2 separate regions of the Mus musculus genome follow, and region 2 is linked to region 1. Evidence: chromatin contacts called from public promoter capture Hi-C data. All regions are on one chromosome and are shown on one strand. The core of a region is the stretch at or near the end of the contact, and the rest is flanking DNA. Distances in the headings are between cores, read along the strand shown.

The links. Promoter capture Hi-C pulls out the DNA fragments that hold promoters and counts their contacts.
Region 2: a promoter capture Hi-C map of neutrophils shows a contact between it and region 1, with 3 times the contacts expected there. The contact joins the promoter of Ciao2a here to the promoter of Snapc5 in region 1. A contact is called at or near these places in 3 of 39 promoter capture datasets (liver, neutrophils and pre-B cells).

Annotation. Positions count from the first base shown.
Region 1 is chr9:64,176,299-64,181,203 of GRCm38.p6, reverse strand. Snapc5 (small nuclear RNA activating complex, polypeptide 5) reads right to left here and starts at 1,907. Exons shown (of 3, transcript NM_183316.2): 1 at 1,784-1,907; 2 at 616-705. The coding sequence starts at 1,873. Rpl4 (ribosomal protein L4) reads right to left here. Exons shown (of 10, transcript NM_024212.4): 6 at 4,134-4,263; 7 at 3,727-3,883; 8 at 3,400-3,483; 9 at 3,187-3,307; 10 at 2,642-2,981. The coding sequence ends at 2,760. It overlaps Gm23136 (a small nucleolar RNA gene), which reads right to left and starts at 4,543; the gene lies at 4,445-4,543. It overlaps LOC115487261 (a small nucleolar RNA gene), which reads right to left and starts at 4,081; the gene lies at 4,011-4,081.
Region 2 is chr9:66,123,941-66,128,845 of GRCm38.p6, reverse strand. It overlaps Ciao2a (cytosolic iron-sulfur assembly component 2A), which reads right to left and starts at 2,235. Exons shown (of 5, transcript NM_026635.3): 1 at 1,876-2,235. The coding sequence starts at 1,999. It overlaps Snx1 (sorting nexin 1), which reads left to right and starts at 3,960. Exons shown (of 15, transcript NM_019727.2): 1 at 3,960-4,239. The coding sequence starts at 4,081.

The sequences.
Region 1 (4,905 bases), core at 658-3,157:
AACAGGATACGAGTGCACATGCCTGTAATCCCAGGAGGAGAGAAGAACATACGGTGGCTAGCCTGGGTACAAAAGACACTGCTTCAACAGAAGCCCCACCACAAACACACAACAACCACTGCTAGCTTGTTGGGGTTCCTTTGAGTAGCTGGAAAGGATGGAGTAATCTGAGACCTGGGTAGGCGAGGCATATTGGTGTACACTAGAAGAGTAGAGGCTGCCTAAACTTGACAAAGTATAAAAGATAAGCTATTGTCTGGATGATTAATATAGATTAGCTAATTACTGAACTACAAATTATGAGGGGCTGGAGATGCAGCTCACTGGTAGCGTACTTGCTATTGTCTGGATGATTAATATAGATTAGCTAATTACTGAACTACAAATTATGAGGGGCTGGAGATGCAGCTCACTGGTAGCGTACTTGCTTACCTTGTATGAAGTCCTAGGTTCAGTGTACAATAAATTCGCCCAGGCCCCCAAATATTTGAATGGTACTTCCCAGAGTCCTTTGGACTTGGTAATAATGTGCCATACAGCATTTGCCTGCCCAAAGAGCTCGGGCACAATGGGACTCTACACTCTCTCTGGAAGTCTGTACTTGACTAAACTTACATCACATAACTGTTCAGGTGCAGGCTGAGAAGACAGTGTCTCGGTCCTTCCTCGAGAATTTATCATGGATTGAAGGGCTAATTCTTCAACCTAGGAAAGAAAAGTCAAAGATATTTATTTCACTGAGTATTCTGCTGGGTTACTATAGTGAGTGAATTCCACTAGATGCCATATAGGTTGGCATCCCTGAACTGCTCTAGAAGGGGAGGGCAGCTTTACCTCCTCACCCCTTTCTTTCCCTATGAAGAGGTTCTTTGTAACACTGGCAGTCCTACAACTCAGTAGACCAAGCTGGCCTTGAATTTACAGATATCTACTTGCTTCTGCCTCCAAAGTGCTGGGATTAAAGGCAAGTGCCACTACACTAAGGTTAGAAATGTGGGAGGCAAGGGGATCATAAGTTTAAAACTAACCTGAGCTACACACTAGGTTCAAAGCATGCTTGGGTTACACAGGCGAGACCACTTCTCCCCTCCCTCACCCCAGGAGACAGCTGGTTCCACAGACACAGATGGATGTCCTATGATTGAGCTTGTCTACTCATTAATGAGAAAGTAAAGGCAGAATGTTAAAAAATGCACGTGTTTCCTGGTGCACCAGGGTAACTGCGTTTGGGAGGTCATCTTCAACACACGATCATGTACTTGTAAGAGGTTCTGTTGCAATAAGGGTGGGCAGTTTATAAATGCCCTGAGAAAAACTGCATATCGTTTTTTTACCACAAGTATACAAGTTCAGTTTATAAAGGGCTCCTCTAATCCTCATGTCACTTACATTTAAAGATCTTGCCCATGAGTGCTGACCAGGGATTACCATGATCATTTCACAGGGACCAAATTACCCCTATGTCTAGGACGTGATCAAAGCGCACCTAAATCTGCATCCGAGTCATTCTCTGTTCCCAGAAGAGTTACTGGGAACTCAAGCGGACAAGTTTCTTTCCCAGACTTCATTCGCGCCTCAAGCGGGTCTGAGATTCAGTACTAGCATGACAACACTAAAGCCCCCTCTAGTGCATATAAACAGCAGTAACCCGTGAGCCGGCGTGCTGGGTCGGGGTAGATGCGGGCTCAGGAGCTAAACCTGCTCAACACCTAGCGGCCTGGAGCTGTACCGCCGCGCTCCGTCGACGTCCCGAGGGGCTAGAGCTGGAAAGCTGTACGCTCACCTTGAGGCGGTTCAGTTGGTCGTGTAGAGCCGCCTTTAGACGCAGCAGGGTTTCCTCCTCCTTGCGGAGCTCCTGCAGTCGACTCAACATCCCCTTCCACTTCCTTAGGGCGCTGCCTTCTACTAGGCGCGCGGTGATGACGTCACCGCCGACTGCGGAGACCAGCGCCGGGCTGAGGGCTTACTTTCTCGTAGCTGTTTTCTGAAGGGCCAGTAGGGGCTTAGCTCCCACGATCTGAAAACAAAGTGGAATCCCAAAGAGCATGGAGATTCTTCAGTCCCTTGGTAATCCCTCACAGTAAATTGGCCCCACAGGCTTTAGGATAGCATTCATCTCAGCACCCTGTCACCTACTTTCCAAGTGACTTTAATCTCTGCAAAGGCTACTTATGCAGGCAGGAACCAAAATACCCAAAATACCTAAGCCTAGTAAGGACAGGAATGCTACTAACCTTTAGGAACTGCCTTGTCTCAGGGAGTGTTTTTACCCACGCTCATCATTATCTGCTAGCAGTTTTAACATCAAGGCAAGAGGAAACGATGATAATTCTAGGATGATCAGACTGATTCATACAAAGAACACTGCACCTCTACAGACACAGTGGCCATAGCTGTGGTGGTCCCGCCATTCCCTTTTACCATCATAGGCCCTCTAGTGGCTACCATAACTACACACTATTCATAGGACTTGGCCCCTAGCTATTTATCCCAAGTTCAGTTTATAAAGTAGACTACCATGTGGAACAAAGCAGCCTAGAGAATGAAATTTTATTTAAAAAATTTTGTTCTATAATTCTGATGACCTAAGTTTGACCATGAAGTCTCACATCTTGCCACTTGTTCTTCAAAAGGTTAATTTCAAGGGGCTTGGAAACATCCACAATTTAAGAGTCACACAAGGGTTTGTCACCACATGTTTGATTTATTGAAATATGCGGTCTCTACTTGCTCTCTGGAATTTAACAATTTTTAATAGTTTATGCAGCTGGCTTCTTTTCTTCTGTAGTAGGCTTCTTCTCTGCTGGTTTCTTGGCAACCACCTTTTTCCCTGCAGGCTTCTGCTTCTTGGCATCCACCTTCTTTCCTTTCTTGCCTACCGCTGGCTTCTTGTCTGCAGTCCCCTTCTCTGGAACAACCTTCTCGGATTTGGTTGCCAGTGCAGTAGCTGCTGCTTCCAGCTTTTTCACACGAAGTTTGTGCTGCAACAAAAACAAATAGAAAATTAAGAATCTTATCTTCAATGAGCGCATCGTGGTTCACATCTTTAACCCCAGTACCTGGGGAGGTAGAAACAAGTGTGTGTGGTTGGGGGGGGGGGGGGCGCCAGCGTCTTCATAGTAAGTTCCTGTCTTGGAAGGGGGCAATCTAATAAAAAAAAAAAATTGACACGCCAAACTGACTTACATTTCTGGCCTGGCGAAGAATGGTATTCCTGCGCATAGTCTTGGCGTAAGGGTTCAGCTTCAACATGATTCTCAGGTTCTTCAGTGGATTCTTCTTCAAGACTCTGCGATGAATCTTCTTGCTATCAAGAGGTAGCATTCATTAATCAACATGTATCCCTTTAATAGTCAAGGGGTCGTATCAAGTGTTAGACCTTAAGTTTTAAAACTCTACCGTGGTGCTCGGAGGGCTCTTTGGATTTCTGGGCTTTTCAAGATTCTGCTAAGGTCGGTGTTCATCATCTTGTGCATGGGCAGGCTGGGGGGAAGGAAGAGAGAAGTCCAAAGTCTCATTCTCTAACTGAACACAAAGCAGTACAAATTTTAATTTAAATGTTTCAACTCTCCAGATACAGAATAAACCTTTACATCTTCATTTAATAATCACAGGTGAGGCACATCCAAACAATGGAAAACGCAAACAAAATGTGAATGCAGAACTTATGGAGGATGTTAGTGCACACATTAGTCATTGACGTGTAATAAATAAGGGAAAACTCACTTATAGTTACTCTTGAGGGAAGCAGCCTTCCGCCAAGTGCCATACAGCTCATCCAACTTCCGGAAAGCACTCTCCGTCCAGATGCAGAAACGGCCCACATGCCCACCAGGAGCCAGTTTCAAAATGTTCAGCTTGCTTACATTAAGCAGAGTAATACCTTTAAGAGGAAGCAGAATCAGGAAGCCTGCATGCCCAACAGGAGAAATACAACTTCTATGGCTCCTCAAGCTACCTAGGGCACTTAGAAGCTCAAGCCATCATGGCTGGCGTAGCTCACTCACGTAGGACTCAGAACTTCCACAATATCATGTTATTTCAGAAACACGGACCATGAAGTGGAATTTCATCATAACCAAGCTAAGTGAGCCTGCACAGAATAGGCAGTTAAACCACGTGCAAGGATTTACCAGGGATGTTGCGGAAGGCCTTGATGATACCATTATCTTCATTATAGATGATGCAGGGCCCCCTGCGCTGGATCCGCCGTCGGTTTCTCATTTTGCCCTTGCCAGCTCTCATTCTCTGAGAGGCATAGACCTATAAAGTAAGTAGCTTTAGTATTCTGATCAAGACTTCCCACATCCTCAATCTTAGCAAAACGAAAAACTGTCTCAGCAGGCAAAGCAACTTTCAGCAGCCACACCTGACACTTTTATCCATGAAATTCACAACTTTCTGTTACCATTTCAAGTCTCAAATCTCAGTTAAAGTTTTGAGCTGCTCAGCAATAATTTTCGTCAACCTTCTGATTCAGCTTACTGACAGCAGGCAACTGTCACTGAAAACAGAGTAAGACGCAAATTACAACATCATTGCAAGCCCAAAAGCCCTTTCTGTACCCCCCCCAAAAGACAGCAAGACTTCTCTCCAATGTATTTACAGCCAGGCAGTGGTGGCACACACCTTTAATCCCAGAACTCAGGAGGCAGAGGCAGGCAGATTTCTTGAGTTTGAGGCCAGCCTGGTCTACAGAGTGAGTTCCAGGACAGCCAAGGCTACACAGAGAAACCCTGTCTCGAAACACCAAAAAAGTATTTACATGTCCATCTTCCTTTAAATACTACAAAACGCCATCTACACTGGATAGGTTACCTATAGGGAACTTGGGTTAACGCAACCACCCCTATCTTTGCTACTTTGGCTCTTTGAAAGGAAGTTTCTATATCCAATAAAAACTGA
Region 2 (4,905 bases), core at 986-3,485, 1.9 Mb before region 1:
AGAGGACTTAAAATCAGTTCTCAGCACCCACAACTGGCAATACACAACCTCCTGTAACTCCAGCTTCAGGGAGACCCAACACTTCTGGCCTCCATGGACACACACAGACTTAAAATTAAAAACAAACAAACAAACAAACCTCTTTTTTAATACTTAAAAAGATGATTCATTTATATTTAAAAGTTTCAATGGGTGGTGGTGGTGGTTGCGAGATGATTCAGTGGGAAAAGGGGCCTGCCACCAAATAAGCCTAACCTCCTGGGTTTCCATCCCCAGGAGCCACTTGCTGGAAGGAGAAATCTAACGCCAGCAAGTTGTCCTCTGACTTCCATATTTGCACTATGACTTGCATGTGTATGTGCAAACATGCACAAAGTAACTAAATGTAATAAAAGTGATTTGAAACTTCAGTATTCAATTCCAGTCTACAGTCTAAAGAAACAGCCTACCACACCTCCACCTGCAGTCACCATCAGGTGCCTCCTTCTGGATAGCCAATTCTGTCTTCTCATCTCCATATTTTACTCTAGTTTCTTCAGCGTATGCGACCTCTGACATATCCAAACTACTCTTCAAGACCTACCCAAGTAACTGTCTAACATCATCACAGATGTTTCTAGTCAATTTCTCTTTCCTCTGCGTCTCCATACCTCCTACTTAAGCTCATGACCTCTGACTGCATTTTGTATTTTTGCATAAGTGGGTGTCATTCAATGCAAACTTGAGGACTAGAATCATCTCTCTTGAAGAGTTGTATTTCTGGTCCCCGGAAGTTTCCAGACGCTATATGCAGAGGTATGGTAGGATGGGAATGTTTTGTGGAGATAGTACAGTAGCAATTATCTTCTGCCTGGGGTTAAGTCAGCCTTGCCTCTCTACCAAGAGATAAGGGAACCTGATTAGCTCCCGGGCCATTCCATCTTTGGAATCCTTCTTCCTGGCCTATAATTCCACCTAAACTGTATCTGTAGGAGCATCTCTCTTAGTGCTACATCTTGGCCTTTTTGTTTTCAAAAAAATAGGGCTAGTGGTGGAACACACCTAATTTGTATGAGACTCTGGATTTTCTCCCCAATCCTGATAAATAATACTACAAATGGTCAACGGAGGGAAGAGAGGGGCTGGGGAGGTAGGGTCAAGAGTGGAGAAGGAAAGAGGGAGGGAGGGAGGTGGGGGAGGAGAGAGAGAGAGAGAGAGAGAGAGAGAAACACGAACAAGCATTACATTTTCAATCACAAGTTTGGTTTTTTCTGTTTCTTACTGACAATATGACCCTCTGGGTACTTGTTAAACAACCCACTCCCCATCTGTACAATGAAGACAGTCCCTCAAAGTGGAGAGTCTCTGAGTGAATACACGAACACACTTAACTGTGTAAGAAAATTGTAAATTTAAAGCCTCTCGCTGAGATATCTATCCCTACCTCTTCACTTCCTATTGATTCTGTCACACAAGAGAGTTGCTATGACCTTGGGCCAGTCCCCAACTCGGCCATTACCAAACAGTGACCTCAGTTATGGCGGGAGGAACGCAAGTCCAGGAACTAAAGAAGGAAAGACTCTTGAGTAGTGAAATCTTCGGCATGCTTTGCTTCTTGATCACTGTAGGCTCATTCTGCCCACATCCCTTGACACTGTCCCTAGAGCTGTAGGCAGTCCAGGGTAACAAAGCGTTTATGAGTTCCTGGCTCAATTTCGCTCCAGGTTTAGAAATAGCCCGACATTGCTGTGTGACTTAGGACCCGGAAGAACATGCTTCCCTCTAAGTCTGGTAAAAACCCCAAGGGTCCACTCCAGCCCAAGGGTGAGGCCCTCCTCCACCCCCTCTCCAATGCCGCCTCTCAAACACCGTCAAATAGTGCCCTGGGTAAATTACCATAAACTTCTAGCGCTTTCTCTTCCATGATCCGGGGCTGCCAGGCAGCTCCGTGCTCAGAAAAGCCTGAGAGCCATAGGACCCTGCTCAGCGTCCAGGAAAGCAGCCCAGACACTCGCTCCATCCTCACGTTCCGCCATCCCTGGCGACTGTCCCAACCGAGCCACCGTCTTTCCGCAGCCGACCTCGAGAGAGAACTTCCTGGTCTTCAAATAAACCAAGACATGTGTAAAGGTTTAGGGGAGCAGAGAATAGGCGGGACTCAAAACTGCAACGCGAAGGACCTAGGGAAATTAGCTGTAAAGACTACATGTCCCAAGATGCTCTGCTCGATTTAGAAGGCACAGAAAAATCCTTACGGCCCGTTAGGCGCATTGCATGCTGGGATGTCTAAGGGGCGTTAGCGGAGCGGCGGCGAAATGTATATGGGGCTTGTAGTCTTAGCCAGAGGATCGTGTAACGGACTGTTATACGTCACCAAATGCCCCACTCAGTTCCTAGGAAGAACTAAAGATGAATCCTAAAGAGGTAGGGGAAAGGAGATCAAGGTTACTACTACTGGAAGATATTCTAGAACGGAGACTCTACAGCTATTTCTCAGAGGAAGCCACTTCCAAACAAATTTTTCTTACTTTCTGACCAGGCCGGAAGTGGATTTCCTTTGCGGTGAAAGGGGTTATTTTGGAAGACCAATGTTGATAGGCATGCCTACGGACAGGGAAGGCTTAGTTTTCTTATCTCCTAGAAACTTAGTTTAGTGCAGCTTCTCTCCATGGGGAGGATTTCTATCGACCACCACCCAAATTACAGCGAGAGAACTTTATCTGTGTTCACTATGTAGTAATGATAACGGAGATGAACATCCTAAAAAAGCATTTCTTAACCTTTTTTTTGTGTGTTCATGGCTGTGATGGGTGCCAGTTACAGAGTTGATTGTGTTTCCACCTCAAATATTTATTAGACACTTAATTTGCCATACACAATGTGTATGCAGGAATAAAAGTTACAAACTAAGACACTCTCCTGACCTTCAGGCAGTTTACTTTATCTGTAAGGGAATCCACCCCTAATGTTGAGTTTGCAGTTGTAAACAGCCAACTTTGCTAGGCCTGGTGGCTCATGCCTGTAATTCCAGCACTTGGGAGGCCGAGGGAGGAGCATTGAGTTTGAGGCCAGCTTTGGACACAGAATTTCAGGCCTGCCTAAGGTGGTTTCAACCAGAAAAGCAAACCACCTCTGTTGGTGTTAGTGGCAGGTTTCAGCTCCTTGAAAGGATCATCTTGCAAATTAGTCCGTGATAACATAACCTATGTTATCTTTAAACTCTAGTTGACTTCGACTCACCAACCTGTGATTAAGTTCCGGGAACTTTTTTTTTTTTCGAGGCAGGGTTTCTCTGTATAGCCCTGGCTGTCCTGGAACTCACTCTGTAGACCAGCCTGGCCTTGAACTCAGAAATCCACCTGCTTCTGCCGCCCGAGGGCTGGGATTAAAGGCGTGTCACCACGCCCGGCTATAACCCAAAATTCTTAAGGACCGAATTTAATACACGGAAATCTCCCCTTTGTGTGAAGCCTGGCTTCTCAAAAAATCGATAACTTCTTTTTATTGTTGCACACTGTAACACTGAGTGTGTTTAAATTGTTGACTTACAAGACTGCCTCATTAAACTGTGAGCCAGGAGCTTTTGTGTTTGTATTTGAAACGCACAGTAAGGTGCCAAGCTCACAGTGAATGCTCTGTATATGTTAAATGAATTAATGTCCAAAAACTAAGTGGCAAAACTTCCTGCAGTCGTTTCAGCCCTCAATCAAAAATATTTATTGAATCTCTCAGAGAACACTGTGCTTGGCATGAGCAGGTGGCATGCAGAGGTTTTCAAACATTGTTAGTCACAGACTTTATTCAAACAGAACCTTAGAAGCGTGACAGATAGAGCCATGCAGGGCACAAAGACCCGGAGGAACTCCTCAGCCTCTAGCTCCTCCTCTGCCTACTTGGCCCGCCCCAGTGCAGCCTTGCGGTTCAGTGCTTGGATTGGCTGAGCAGCAGCCCAGGCCCCGCCCTAGGTCCCTCCCCCAGGTTCCGCCCCGATGGTCCCTCTGGGTCCATAACGGCCCTCGCGCACCTCACACGGCTGGAGCGCTTTGCTCGCGGCACTGTCTATAAAGTTGTTGTTGCTGCTTCCGCCACGGGTGGAGGAAGATGGCGTCAGGAGGTGGTGGCTGTAGCGCTTCGGAGCGACTCCCTCCGCCCTTCCCTGGCATGGATCCGGAGTCGGAAGGGGCTGCCGGGGGGTCAGAACCCGAGGCTGGGGACAGCGACACCGAGGGGGAGGATATTTTCACTGGCGCCGCGGCAGCCGTGAGTTCCCATCCTTGGGGCAGCAGACAGAAAAGAGCCCCCCAAAAGAGAACCCTTATTAAGGGTTCGAGGGCTTTGAAGATAGTGGGCCTGGTGGGAAATCTTCGCTCGGTGTCAGCAATCAGGACTCCAGGGCCCTGAGTAGGAAACGAGCCCTAGAGCCTGGCTGCCCAAGCCCGGGCGGGAAGAGACGAGGGGTGTGGTGGCTTCACCACGGATCCTTAATAGCCAAGAGCAACCTAGGCCGTCCCCTGGCCCAGAGGTGTGGTTACCCCAAGGATTCAGCGGGCATTTCTGCTGGTTGTGTCCTGGGCAGACTGACTTTAAACATGACAAATTAGAAAATGAGGTGCAGACCATCAGTTCCCTTGTTTTATTGCACCGAAAGTGGAAACGTGATCTAGGAAGGACCATGACCCGCCCACTGATCCTCCTGTTATACCCAGCACTTCCTGGTCATTACCAAAAGCCCATTCTGGATACTAGTTTATGGAAGTTAGGTTGTGACTCCTTTGATCTCTCCAGGAATCAGGGCAAATGCTGGTTGAGAGAAATAGATTACACGGATCAGAAAGCTTTTGTTTCTGTTAAAAGGATGCATTAAAGTGCTTGGAAACAGATCTGTAAATGTGAAGGGAAAAACTGTCTCCCATAATAAATATCTAG